3 separate regions of the Anser cygnoides genome follow, and all the other regions are linked to region 1. The links are chromatin contacts, called in public Hi-C maps. All regions are on one chromosome and are shown on one strand. The core of a region is the stretch at or near the end of the contact, and the rest is flanking DNA. Distances in the headings are between cores, read along the strand shown. Region 1 overlaps EGFR (epidermal growth factor receptor). Region 2 overlaps LOC106046408 (a long non-coding RNA gene). Region 3 has its middle 27 kb from the start of SEC61G.

Region 1 (4,503 bases), core at 1,547-4,046:
TGCAGCTGACAACCGAAACACCCTTTGGGATTTAATATTCATTGTCTAATCTAAATTTATCACAATATTTCCAGCGTGTTTCAAAGTAAGAGGAAAGGAAGGCAAAGATAAGCACTTTATTAATAAAGAAGTGCCCTTATCTGATTGTCCTGTTCACGAAATATACCCAAGCAAAACAGTCATTTAATATCTATGACTTCCGGATAGCCCTATTGGTGACCACTCCTTCTGTCAGCATTGTAAGAAAAGATCGGTGCTGCTGTGCTAAAGCACACATGGAAAGCTTCAGCTGCCTCTCACAGGAGCCTGGGTCTCCAAAACTCTGTTCAGAAGGTAGAACGGGATGCTTTATTGCCATAGTTTTTTTTTTTGTTGTTGTTGTTGTTTGTTTTGTTTTTCTCCTGTTGTTATTGTTGTCTTTAGGGAAAAAAAGAGGAAAAAAAAAGTTTCCAGATGAAAATATGCGTGAGTGTAATGGAAATGACATGCAGGCAGCAGCGTCCCTCCCCCACTTGGCTGTCAAACAGCCCAGGCCCAAGCAACGCTGCGAGCTGCATGGGGGGGGGCGAGAGGGAGGGCTCAAGTGGGCAGTGGAAGCAGTGAAAGCCTAAATAAACTTTGACCATTAGATAACAGGGCTATTATTGCTCTGTACGACTTCCTGAATGGCCTAGAAAAACAGAGACAGTTCTTGTTCCTGCCTGAAGGAAAGGAAACACAAGGATGAGTGCTAAGTATGCAGGCTGAAAACTCTGGTTGTTTCCTTCCTGCCTTCTTTCTCCCTCGTTTTTCTAATTTAAATTTTACTTTTTTTTTTTTTCTCCTCCTAAAAACCCCACTGCGTACTTCACCTAAGCCACGAGGACCCTCTTTTCGTGTGACCCCCCCCGAAGTTTCTATCGCAGGACGTGAAGCCCACGCCTTGCACATACGTGCTAGCTGCTGGGGCTGTGGCACAATGCTTCCCACCCTGGCAGGGAACAGCTGCAGCTCCCCAGCAGCCCCTCAGCACCTAGGTACATGCAGAGGGGCAGCAGCGACATGTCACCCCCCCAGTAGCCCCTCTGCACCTGGCTACATGCAGGTGGGCAGCAGTGACACCAGCAAATGAACACAGGAACATCCCCGTTAGTTAAAAAAAAAACTAACAGGTAAAAAGAGGAGGGAAGGAAAAATGGCTTCAAGGAAATCTAATCATTTTCAACAACAGACAACTAAAAATGTGCACACTTTACACTGGGTTATCTTTTCTCCCCTGATTTTACACTGAAACAACTGGTTAGCAAATGCAAAACAATTGGCACCCACCCGTATCTTTTCTTTTCCCTCCAATACGCCAACTCTGCATGAAGTCATTTCATTCTTTCAGAACTTCAAAAAGGTTATTGCTCACTGAAGTCACCTCAGTGAAGGATATTTGCTGCTGTTAACCTTTTTGCTTGCATATTTGATATTGTTGGTGGGCTAAAGCTGCTAGACCCATTAGGAAAACATCTAAGCCAGCAATGTATAATTACAATTCCTCAGGCTCAACCCATATGTTCCAGACACTAACTTGTGTTTTTTATATTCACTGTTTTCTTTTAAGGTGAAAGCAGTGAGAAGAAAACTCAACACCACATTTGGAAGACAGTGCGCCTTAGATTCAGAATCCCAGCAGACTTTCCTCTCCCAAATCATTAAAAACTTTTCCTGTTCTGGTCCTGGTCCATCCTTTCCTGGACCTCCTGGTCCATCGAGTGCTCCCTGCTTGCTGTAAGCTCCCACCTCCTTGTTGCTCAGCTCACTCTGTCAACACAGAAGTTGTTACAAAATTCAGCAGCTAAGAGCACCTCACCACACTGCCTCTCACAGGATGCTACCCACCTCCCTAAATCTGCTCACCAGCTCTTCTACCAAATGTAAACTTTCCACCTATCACTTCCTGCTACTGCAATCAGACCACGTCTGTATTTTTCCACTTACTTCCTCGCCCCTTGTTTTCTTTACGCTCTTGTCTAAGCTGCCCTAATTATGTAGAAGTTTTCTGTTCTTCCCCAGTCCCTCACTGCTCTCTACCTTCTTTTCTGGGCATGCATTTCCCATTCTTTTCTAATAAGCCCCTTTAAAGTCCTTTTAGTAGCGTTGAATATGAAAACCCCGAGACAGCAGCCATTTCTTTGGCAGAAGAAGGGTGTGCTAGATCTGCTTGGGGCTCCTCACAACATTACACCTTCTCCTCTGTTTTGTGCAGCATCAGACTGGCCACCAGCTTGGCTCATGCCAAGCACTGAACAGCAACAGCAAACTGGAAAGCACTGGTCTGTAACTGGAGCTAAGGGGACAGACTGTACGGACAGAGGCTGCAATGACCTCTGATCTCTGTGCACTCTGAACTGAACAGAAAATCCACATGTAACACACATTACAAACAGCAGATAAAAGAGGTTGAGTATTCAGAGTTAGTATTTAAAGGGCAAAACAGAAAAAGAAAACCAAACTCCCAAACACCCCAAAACTTTCTATTTTGGTCTAGTAGCCTTAATATGCTGCTTCTCGCTTGAGCAGGGAATAGGTTTAAAAAAACAGAAACGTGGAGGAGGGTAAAGAAGCCCCAGGTCTTGGAGGCTGCGTGGAGGCACTGGGAAGGTAACAGAGGAAGAAAGTGGGAAGAACAGATTGCTGAAATGCACAAGTGAGCCTGTGGCAGATGAGATGGAAAAAAAATGCTTCAGCAGATTTCTGGTGCAAATAGTCAGGATTTAATTTCTCACAACTTCTTCCTGATATTTCCCCAATTTTTTCTTCCTAAACTTTCTGCCCTTGGATGAGAAAATGAAAGTGAGGAAAAAAAATAAGCTGAGTGACAGCAAATTTTGCACTTTTATTTTAGTAAGCCCCCAACACCAAACATTCACCAGCCGTTAGCTCATCCAAAACCTTAAGAGGTAGCAAAATCATTCTGCAGGACTGGAAAAAGTGATGTTAGTCACTTTTAAGCGACTTAAAGAAAAGTCTAAGCTTGTTTCCTCCAGTTTCGGCATTCTCTGAGGAATGGAGAAGAGTTAATCCAGGAACCCTTGTGATTATAAAATGTTTTTTCTGGTTAGTGGCTAAGTTTTTGTTCCCAGAAAGGCTGTTATTAAATAAACAACAGAGTTCACATATAAAAAGACAGACATCTTTCATGCTGAAACAAAGATAAAGCAATTCCAGAAGCTCCTAAAACAACCAACTGAACAGACATGAGAATAGTGTCGGAAGTGACTCAAGGTCTGACACAAACCCTTATGACTGACCTTGGAAATAAACCTTTCTGGAGAAGAAGGGGGGGGGGGGGGGGGGGGGGGGTGTGTGGAAAGGGAAGCCAGGTCTGCTGGTGAAAAGCGTTATCACCACATCCCATAGTTTTGAATCATGCATCAATGCAGCCCCTGTGGTTTGAAAAACCTCGTTCAGTATCTGTGGCAAGGTAGTTGGCTGCTAAGCCGCAGACCTGTGGTGGGGAAAGAATGGAGGAGCCAAAAGCTCTTGTGGGAGCTGCAGGACACAGACTGGCATCTAGAGCTTCGCCAGCACACAGCGTAGCACATGCCATTTGTTAAACTGCTCCTCTCGTGATACCTCAGTGGTACTGTGCCCTTCAAGTGCATTAATGGGGTCTCCAGGAGGGGGTGAAACCCATCCCCAGGTAGATGGATAGCACCAAGCCAACCCAACACTTCTGTCTTTGCCCTCTGCCTTTACTGAATTTTCCCTTTCCCCCTAAAAGCTGCCTGGTAAAGACTTCTAAGAAACAAGTTAAATCTGGCAAGTCTGATCTGATGTGCGTCTGATGCTGGCTCAGTCTGAACTATGAGTTGCAGCAACATATTAAAAAGAAAGGACCTGTGCTGCTGTCGAAGCCTACAGGGCTACTTGGACCTCATCTGTGCAGCTCTACAGGTATCTGAGAGTACAGCTTCCACTGAGAAAAAGACTGCTCTAAAAATGATGGGACCAGACCATAATCACACTAGAAGTCAGCTGTCATGGTCATGGTTGAGAAGTTGCTTTTAAATTAAAGCTGCTTATGCACTAACCTTGACTTTTGCCTGTGCTGTTTCCCAGTATCATATATGACTTGCTTCTCTGAAGAAGGACATGTTAAAAATCCTCCATAAAGGTACAATCATTTACCATGGTTGAATGCAGTGCAAGGGTTGGTGCCTGTTATCACGTAGTAAATGATTATCAGAAATTGTTACCTTGACGGCTGTCCACTTATTCAAGTCTAAAAGGAATATTCCCATCATGATTTCACAGCAGCTCTAGGTATTTTGAATCTAGAGTGTCACCACAGAGACAAAGAGTAAGCAAATTTGGAAAAAATAACCTCAGAAAGAGCTGTTCTTTGCTGCAAGACTCATAACTTCTTGATGCAAGCATTTCAGTGCAAGAAAAATAAAACAAGACACTTACCATGTTCTATTTTTATCAGACCTCCCCAAGCAAGGGACACTTATTCCAGACATTTGGGAGCAA
Region 2 (4,524 bases), core at 1,999-4,498, 150 kb after region 1:
GCTTTCTGCCTTTTGGTCAATGCAGTGAGGCGCTGCACCATGCTAAGGAATGTGATCGACTTGGGTTTTCTGGAGTACATTGAGCAGACATGAATCCACACTGTAAACCTTGGCTCATCCCAGCCAAGACAATTTAATCCCTTTAGAGCTTTCTGATGTTTCTGTCTTTTGTCTACTGGAGAACATCACCCTTTCAAGTCCCAGGCAGAAGCTTCCCAGAATCTCAGCAACATTTCTTCCCTCTCACAAAAACATCTTCCCACATGTCTGGTGTGAGGAGAACCAAGTATTTTGTTCCTCATCCTTTCAGTTCCGTTTTTAAATACACAGTTGAACATGTGCTGCCATTGCAGATCCAAACACCACTTCAACACATACTGCTTCTCAGATTCAAAACCATCCATAGCAGACTTTGGGATACATCCATGGAAGCTTGCCAACTCTTAGGTAAAGGTGAAATGAATTTTATAATGGTTCTTTTGGGTGCTTTGAATGGTTTTGATTAGAACTACTTAAGCTAAAAGGATCATTCCCTTATATTTTAGACACTGCTACTTCCTCAGAAGAGATTTAGAACATATTTTCCACATATACATGCCTATGCTTACATTGGAGAGCTACATATCTTCTATATGTCTAATAGAAACAGACGTAGCTGGCATTGTCTTAATTCCCAAGCTGTTAAATATACCAGACTCTAGACAAACAAAGATTGGTACTTTGGAACATGTGCATAGAATTAATCAGATGTCATATTCATCAGAAAGAAGCCAGGGCCACAAAGTTTGGATTCATGCTGCAAATTATACTTGAAACTTGATGGTTCATTCCTGCAGGCAAAGGGACGACTGCAAAGATCGTTTGTGCCAGAGTTTGACAGAGCTCCCTGATGGCTTGCCTGGCCAGCTTGGAGGACCCAAACTGCACCGGGGGGAAAGCAGGCAAGATCAAAGAAGGAAGGCTGGTTGTGAGAGAGCAGCTGAGCACGAAACCTCAACACTGCCAAATCCAGGCAGTCGACGTGGCAGGATCTGTGCAAAAATGTCATTTACTTAGAACTGTGAAGGGAGATAAGTTCAATGTTGTTCCCATTTTCACTCTCTGGAACCTTAACTACATTTCTTAGTGCTGTGCTTAACAATGTTTTGTGCTTTAGACACTTCCAGATAAAGTTTACGTTTTACTCTGAGTTATATGCGTGTAGCGCCCACTACCTTGTGGAAATGCTCTTTCCATACATCCAGTTTACAATTCAGCCCTCATTTTAAGATGTAAAAGATGGTTTTCTTACCATCCAGAAATATTTTGCGCAGTGCAGAATTCAGGAAACTGAGTTACACAACACATAGGAGACAAATGTCAGCATGACCCTGAGGATGCACTTTTAACAGGAATCAGAGATATTTTAAAGCAAAATTAACAGAATGGAATCCTGTGGAGTGACCTAATGGGGCAGCACATGTTTGTCTTACAATGTGACCTTCCGGCTTTGGAAGTTTAAACAACTTCAGACATTTTCACTGGCCTTGGTACTCAGCTTCTGTTTTCCTATGTCAGTTCTCTACAAGCAGCGCAAAGTATTTCCATTGATGATGGAAAAATGGTGATTTTTCTTCCCTGTGACTTTTTCCCATAATATAAAAAATGCCATTTGTTTAAAAACCGAGAGTGAGAGTTATTTATTTATTTATTTCTGTTTAGAAACCAAACAGAAACAAAAGCCTATTATGTGATTGCGTACTGAATGCATTTTAACTGTATTTACACACGGGATGGGAACTGCCAAAACTAGACAGGTAATAAGTGCACTGAGTTTTCAGACAGTGCAAAGCTGAAGCACAAAGAAAGAGGACAGGAATGTAATACTAAACAACTCCCAGGAGAGGCTTACGAATGAAGATGGTAGGATTAGAGGACAGAAGAGGACCAAGTAACCTGAGGCTTATTTTTCATCCCTCTTCTCCCCCAGTCTTCCTCAGGAGGAGGTTTCTGAAAGTTTGAACACACTCAGACCTAATGGGACAGGATTACGAATCAGATCTTGCATCTTGTTCCAGGGAATATCTATGATCTATGGAGCTTACATGAGTGGCCCCACACATAACATCCTACAGTGATGTTATTGCAGCTGTGGAGAAATCCCACTGTCTGTATTTCTGGATGATTACAAGTGGACATTGTGCCCTGGATATAACCTTTTGGTTTGATATGTAGTATACTGTAAACCTACCATGACACTCAGGAACAGAATTTCAAATCGAGAAGTGTTGGTTTCATTGCCTAACACCCATTGATATTAATAGGGGTGTGGCAGTTAAAGCAGAATGTACAGCTTTGAAAACATGCCAATCCTTAAGTCTTTACTATGTCAAAATCATCCCATCAGGCTGAATTCAGCATTGGCACAGATGACGAAAGCCTTTTGGGCACACACACTTAACTGTAATTTCATCTGAGGGATAGCTGCAGTCTAATCCATAGGGTATTAGGCTTTCCATTAAAACATATTCACAAGGTGGCTCTTATCACTTCCTCTGACATTTCTAGCAGTAAAGCTAGATGTAGTAGTTAAAAACTATGCATCTGTGTCACTAAAATATTCCTAGATACAATTATAACCTAGCTTCCTAGACTATGTTATAAGGTAGAAAAAAATGATCTTTATTTTTATCTTTATATTTGGACATTCTCTGGCCACCACATTTATCACAAAAGCTATTCTGAATGAGCCTGAGTGACTGCTAGCACACTTCTGATGAACAGTTAATAGTGTATTGAGAACTAGCAGTTGCAGGTTTTTTCCCTGTTAGCTCACTGATTGATTTTCCTCCCCGCTTTAACTTTGACTTTCTTCTGTTAATAAACATTAACAATTTTCAGCCACTGGGAAAGTTGATTGGAAAAAAAAAATCAGTATTCCCTGGTGACTGTTTTGTTGGAAGTGATAACCTCTCTGTGTTCAATTAGGCAAGCTGCAGATGTGTAATAAATAACTAGGGAAACTGAAAACACTTTTTTTCTCCTGAACTGTTCACACACACACACAAATGCAAACACACTGTAGAAAGCTCATTGCTTGTCTCTGCTGCCTTTCTCAGAAGGGTAATTAAACATTTCCCTCATTTGTTCCTGAGAAAGATTACCTTCTCAGTCGAGAAGAAAAGCATGGCTGTCCTCTTATCTCTTTTAAATGGCTGTTGTGAGAGCAGCTTAAAAAGTACTATCTAGAAGATTTTTATTTATTTTTTTCACCATACTTCTGGCATCATCATGCTGGTGCGTCATTTCCACTCATCTGCTAAAACAGAAACACAATGTTCCAGCATACTTTGTGTGCCCAAAACGAAGGGGTCCACCAGGCAACGAGGACGCAGGACAGCTATCACATCCACCCCATGCTCTCCTTTTGTCCAAAGAGAGGACAAATGATATAACTAATTTTCTAGTCTCGGAGATCTAATTTCGTCACTCATTACTAACAATGCAAAGCTGCTCCCTATTGTGTCTAGCATCAGTGAATTGCAACAATTGTTTCCAATCCTACTCCCCCCCCCCCCCCCTTTTTTTTTTTTTTTTTTACAGTTAGAGCCTAGCTATAGGCAATTTCAGGGCTTTATTATTATTCAAAGTGAAGTTTGGCACATAAGATAGAAGGCTATTTTTCTTTTTGAATTAAATCTGGCTGACATTTGCTTAGCTGTTTCTCAGCTCTACAAGTAAAACAAGAGAAGTAGCTTTGTTATTTCAGTCTGTTTTTATCATTTTTCAAGAACAGCTTGAATTAAAAAAACAGGGAACTCATATGCTGGGCTTTGCAAAAAAAAAAACCCCTTTGAACAACTAAAATGGTGGACCAGATTCAGCGGTTAAATGTCAAAGGGTTCAAGGTTTTCATCAGAAATAGATGCAAGAGTGTGAAGCTAAAATCCAGGCTCTGCTTAAATCAAAATCAAAGACTCCCAGTGTCTTCAGCCCAATATCACGTAAAGCAATGAGCAGGAAGGAGGAGCTCAGTTGAAAGTTAATTCACATGGAATCTAAATTAAACATCCTGGTATGATTCTTCATTGTGAAAGAGTGCTCCAGAAGATAGAAAATCACCCAAAATGAGGCTAGGGCTTTAGAGATATCAAAGGTCTACGGACTCTTAAAGACAGTTCTAGAACACACAGATAATTGCACCCTCTTATAATAATGTACAGATGGATTTAAACTTAATGGAATTACAGAGTTTTCTATTATGGTCTGTAATTCTTCCACAATGTTGTTATCTAAGTCTTTGGATTGAGCTCAGTGATTCACAAACTCTGGAAGTGACTCATGACTTCCACTGAGATCACCATTATGACAGGTAAGCCCTGAAGAAAGGTGCTGCCGGCAGGTATATGGAGACTGTGATTCATCCATGAAGCCAGGAGATGAATGTTTTCCTAGCTGAATGCTTCTAATCATTTTGGCCACATCAAAACAGGCTAATTTGCAGCAATCACAGTGCAGAGACTAACCCAACAAAGCTCAAATCTG
Region 3 (4,225 bases), core at 622-3,121, 190 kb after region 1:
GTCATGATTTACACTTAGAAGCAAACAGTCACAGAAATAGTTAAACAAAACAGATCAATGCATTTTATGAGGCCTGGGAATTTAATAAGCCACAGGATAAATATTGACAAGCTGCAGACAGGTGGAACAGGTTTGTAAAGAGACATAAAATGACTCTTCTAAGGTTCAGGAAACCTTGAAGTTTACTAACGGGTTGTACAAGATAAGTTCTTGGCATGCTTTCCTCCTGCTAAGTAAGGTCAATCAGGTTTAATCCATGCAGAACTGGAAGGGCTTTTCATGTTCTTCTGAAGTAACACTGCCATCTAGACGTAACCTCCTTACTCATTCTTGCTGTTGCCGATAACTTCTTATTTAGGAGACACGATGAATCCAATCTGGTTAGAACAGAACAAACAAAAGCAAAGAATGCCATGCGTGTAAAATAAATTTGTAGCTAAAGTTTTGAATATGGCCTCAGGCATGTACTACTTCAGAGGAAAACCAGATTGACTTAAATTCATCAGTAAAAAGGCGGCAGGGGAGGGCTGGGATACCAAAATATAGTGAATAGCTGAGGCAAATTTCTAATAAATATATAACATATATTAGACAGTATATGTATGTGTATATACATATATATATATTAGACACAAGACTCCTCTATAAAACTAGTTGGGAATTGGATAGACACCACCATATACTTCTGAAGATTGGGGCCAGTTTGACTGATGGGGTCTGTACAAGAACAGAGATACGTACCCCCCTGCAAACCGAAGCACCTGACAGTAAGCTATTTATGTAAGCTACCAGGTTTTACTGTCAAGCTGGTTGCTCCTGAGAAACTGCACATTTGATTGAAGCCTGGATTGCAAGATTTCTTAGTCTCTCCAGCACCACAGTATTAAAAACATGATCTTCCAAAAAGAAAACTATTTTCACACTAGGGGCACACACATGCTCCCTAAATAGTAAATAGGCACAGATTGAGATAGGAGGATGAAAAGGTCACTTTTTTTTTGTTGTTTTGGTTTGTTTTGTTTTCCTTTTATAATCCTGACCCTTTACCTAAAAGTCTCATAAGATGACAAAACCACCAACCAAGAACCTCCATTACGAAGCTCTGACACCCAACCCCTTATTGCATGTTTGCATTTTCTCACTTATAATATGGAAATCCCATTTAATCTTTTAATGCCTTCAGAAGGAGCCCCAATTTGCATTGCCTACCAGAGGGAACAGGGCAGTAGCCCATCCACAGAGTCCCACAGTGCTTGTGTGTGTGTGGAAGAGAGACTGGAAACGTGGCACCCTTTTCACATAACACCTTTGATTCGTGTCCGTGAATAAGCAATGCAACTGGCTATTCAATTGTGTATATCATTGTAGTTCATAAAAGCAGTGCAGAACCAGTACAAGTATGAAATAGTCTGCTGCGCTTTAGCAAACGAGCTGATCAAGCTCTGAATGCATCACTGACACTGCTGTAAGCCAGAAACAAAGCCAACTGATCAGCAAATCCTAGGGTAAATCAGTATTGATCAGCAAGCAAATCCATCGGAGCAGGTAAGAGTTAAAAAAGCCATCCTGGTACATGTTGAATACAGAAGTTAACTCAAAAGTATAATAAACCAGGCAGACTTCACAGAGAACACGATCATTATCAAAGTATGCCTAGAAGGCATATCCCATTGGATGTTCAGCAGAGTTCAAAGTTGCGAAAATGTTAGGAAACACAAAAGTAGAGTTTCACTAGTGTTGAAGAATTGCAGAAAAATGCCCTTGCTGTCCTGCACTGTTGCAAAATGGATATAAAAATACTACAGACACCATAAGTGAATTATATAGGATAACCTGCAAATAACATTGGTGTTGCTGGACAAGAAGGAATAAATACAGAGAATACCAGGAAATCAAAGAAATTGTTGAATATTTTTAAGTGCCAGGATCAAAAAGTAGCTTTGGCTTTCAGTAGAAAGAAGCCACAAAAGGGCATGATCCCTTCAGAGAGCCTGTGTGTCATGTTTGCTCCATCTGCTGTGAGCGGGGACCTGCCTCCCTGCTCGTTCGCGCGCTCCCTTTGCTCCCCAGCCACGGCAGCCGCCTCGCAGGCAGATTTCCTGCAAGTGTGGTTACGTTCAGTGTGGGAATGTGGGAATGCAGGATGCAGACAATGAGTGTTTAATGGGGGCTCACAAGGTTTTTTTGAACTTGTGCTCAGTTCATTGCTAATGCAATAATTGATTACTCTTCCAATTATATGTGGTCAAAATTCAAATAAACCTATAAAAACCCTTTCTGGGAAGCTGCAAGGCATTGCAGCAGCCAAAAATTTAAAGAAGTAATCCCCTGTGTTTCTCAAGACAAACAAATGGCTAGCCCAAGGGCTGCTGAAGAATTCAGGGCAAGGCAAAGTGAAGCAGAAGTGGCTCGGCACTATGTCGAAACTGAGAGCTGGCTGCCTGGTCCTGAACAATAAATACTGTGCCCTTGGCCAGCCCCAGTGTGTTATCTCCTGTTTGCTGGCACTACCTCCTGGTAGTACCCATCCAGGGGATAGTCTTCCTGTAAGCTGCCCATTTCCCAGACAGGGAAGGTGTGTGTGTTCCTCCATATCTGAAGAACAAGAGGCTGGAAAGAGAGTTAATGATAGCACAGAAACACCATCTGTCTTCTCTCTGAATTTACCAAGACAAATGCCATACAATATCCCAGGTGTGGTACCATATTAAGTGTTGTGAACTTAACATCACTGTACGCTATGGGGGCAAAGACAGGTGTCACTTTTTACAAGGATTTATTCCCCAAAACTGTTTGGATGGCTTCAGTGGACCTTTAATAATTTTTCTCCTTATTTTGGGTCTGTGATTGTTTTTTCTCCTTAGTTGTCATTGTGCCCAGCACAGCTCTTTAGTCTAGCTTCCTCCCCTCACGTAGAAATATGAAACCATGCTGAACACAGTAAATATGCATCTTTTTCACAGTTTTAAAAATGAACACATTTCCCAGAAAGAACAAGGGAATATTTGTGGAAACCTTGTAATGCCCTTTCTTGTGGTTATTTGAATGGATTCAGTTACTTTAAGAATGTATCTCTAGAGAGAGCTTATCTCTCAGGTTTTCCAGTCACCATCTCTTGTTACTACAGTTTATATTTTTCATGTAATAAGTTCAGTGGCCACCGTTACATGAACTAAGAACTCCAGTTCCCACTGACAAACATCCACATCACCAAAGCCACTGCTCTGTCTGGTATTGACCGATCAGCTGGAAAACTGTGTTCATAAAACACTGTAATGCATTACAGACATAAAAACATGGCCTGTCCAGAAAATGATAAAAAAAAAAAAAATCTCAGAGCAGCACAGATAAGTCTATTTATTCTGTCAGGATCCATTTCTTCTTTGGACAAATAAAAGGACAAACATCCCAAGCCCAGCAGCCCCCAGGAAGACTGGCTCCAATTGATAAAAATACATGTGTGGAAAAATGTTGTATGAAACGATATATGTTGCAAGATTTTTTTTTTTTTTTGCCAGTTAATTTGCTAAATACTTTCTCTACCTTCCTACACAGCTAATTCCACTAAAGTCAGCAAGCTCCTATAATTCCCAGTACAAATCTCCCCAGTCGTAGCAAAGGTGTACTTCCTCTTATGGTAATGGGGTTTTCTCAACTGCCTATCTGCATGATGAAATGTTTCCTTAATTTCCACCTCCCCTTTGCTTTCTGCCAGATCCTGTAGGGGGGCCAAAATCTTGTGACTTGTGAGTAGTTACTGGGGGCTGGATTTGCAGGCAGTGGTCTCACCGAAGCTGAGGCAGTGATCATTTTGTGGGATAACACATCCAGTAAGGACTTAGTTTACACATTCCTACCAAAGATTCAAATATTGGGGGGTAAAGTAAACCAGGACAGGATTAAATCCCAGACAGGAAAACATCTTTGTGTAAAACCAGAACTGAAACCAATAATTATGTTCCTATGATCATTTTCTCATTTCAAAATGAATGCAAAAAATTTTTGTTGGCATTCGCCTACACACTCCATACCACCAAAACTCCCTGCTGCTACCTCTCCACAGGCAAAATTTTCTCATCATTCATCTTTCCAGGTGTTCCTTCATACTGAGATACCTGCCTGCTTCATTGAGCCTCTGTGCATTTCCAGGAAAACAATTCGCAGTGTTGAAACCTCGGTTGATGCACAAGATCCACTTCAACATTGATTTATCTCCAATTAAGAG

The links. Hi-C and Micro-C count contacts between places; a contact is called where the count stands out from the background.
Region 2: a Hi-C map of liver shows a contact between it and region 1, with 8 times the contacts expected there. The contact joins two enhancer-like sites. A contact is called at or near these places in 2 of 7 Hi-C or Micro-C datasets (both in liver).
Region 3: a Hi-C map of liver shows a contact between it and region 1, with 4 times the contacts expected there. The contact joins two enhancer-like sites. A contact is called at or near these places in 2 of 7 Hi-C or Micro-C datasets (both in liver).

Annotation. Positions count from the first base shown.
Region 1 is chr2:59,242,179-59,246,681 of Taihu_goose_T2T_genome, reverse strand. All of the region lies in intron 1 of EGFR (epidermal growth factor receptor), which reads right to left. Among named protein-coding and RNA genes, the nearest start is that of EGFR, 69 kb to the right of the region's middle. Within about 2 kb of position 2,796, at least 2 of the 3 cell types and tissues checked have open chromatin away from gene starts, as enhancers often do. A contact at or near this core is called in liver, where this site is marked.
Region 2 is chr2:59,088,100-59,092,623 of Taihu_goose_T2T_genome, reverse strand. LOC106046408 (a long non-coding RNA gene) reads left to right here. Exons shown (of 3, transcript XR_001213225.3): 3 at 837-1,385. Among named protein-coding and RNA genes, the nearest start is that of SEC61G, 63 kb to the right of the region's middle. Within about 2 kb of position 3,248, at least 1 of the 3 cell types and tissues checked has open chromatin away from gene starts, as enhancers often do. A contact at or near this core is called in liver, where this site is marked.
Region 3 is chr2:59,051,822-59,056,046 of Taihu_goose_T2T_genome, reverse strand. No RefSeq gene overlaps it. Among named protein-coding and RNA genes, the nearest start is that of SEC61G, 27 kb to the right of the region's middle. Within about 2 kb of position 1,871, at least 1 of the 3 cell types and tissues checked has open chromatin away from gene starts, as enhancers often do. A contact at or near this core is called in liver, where this site is marked.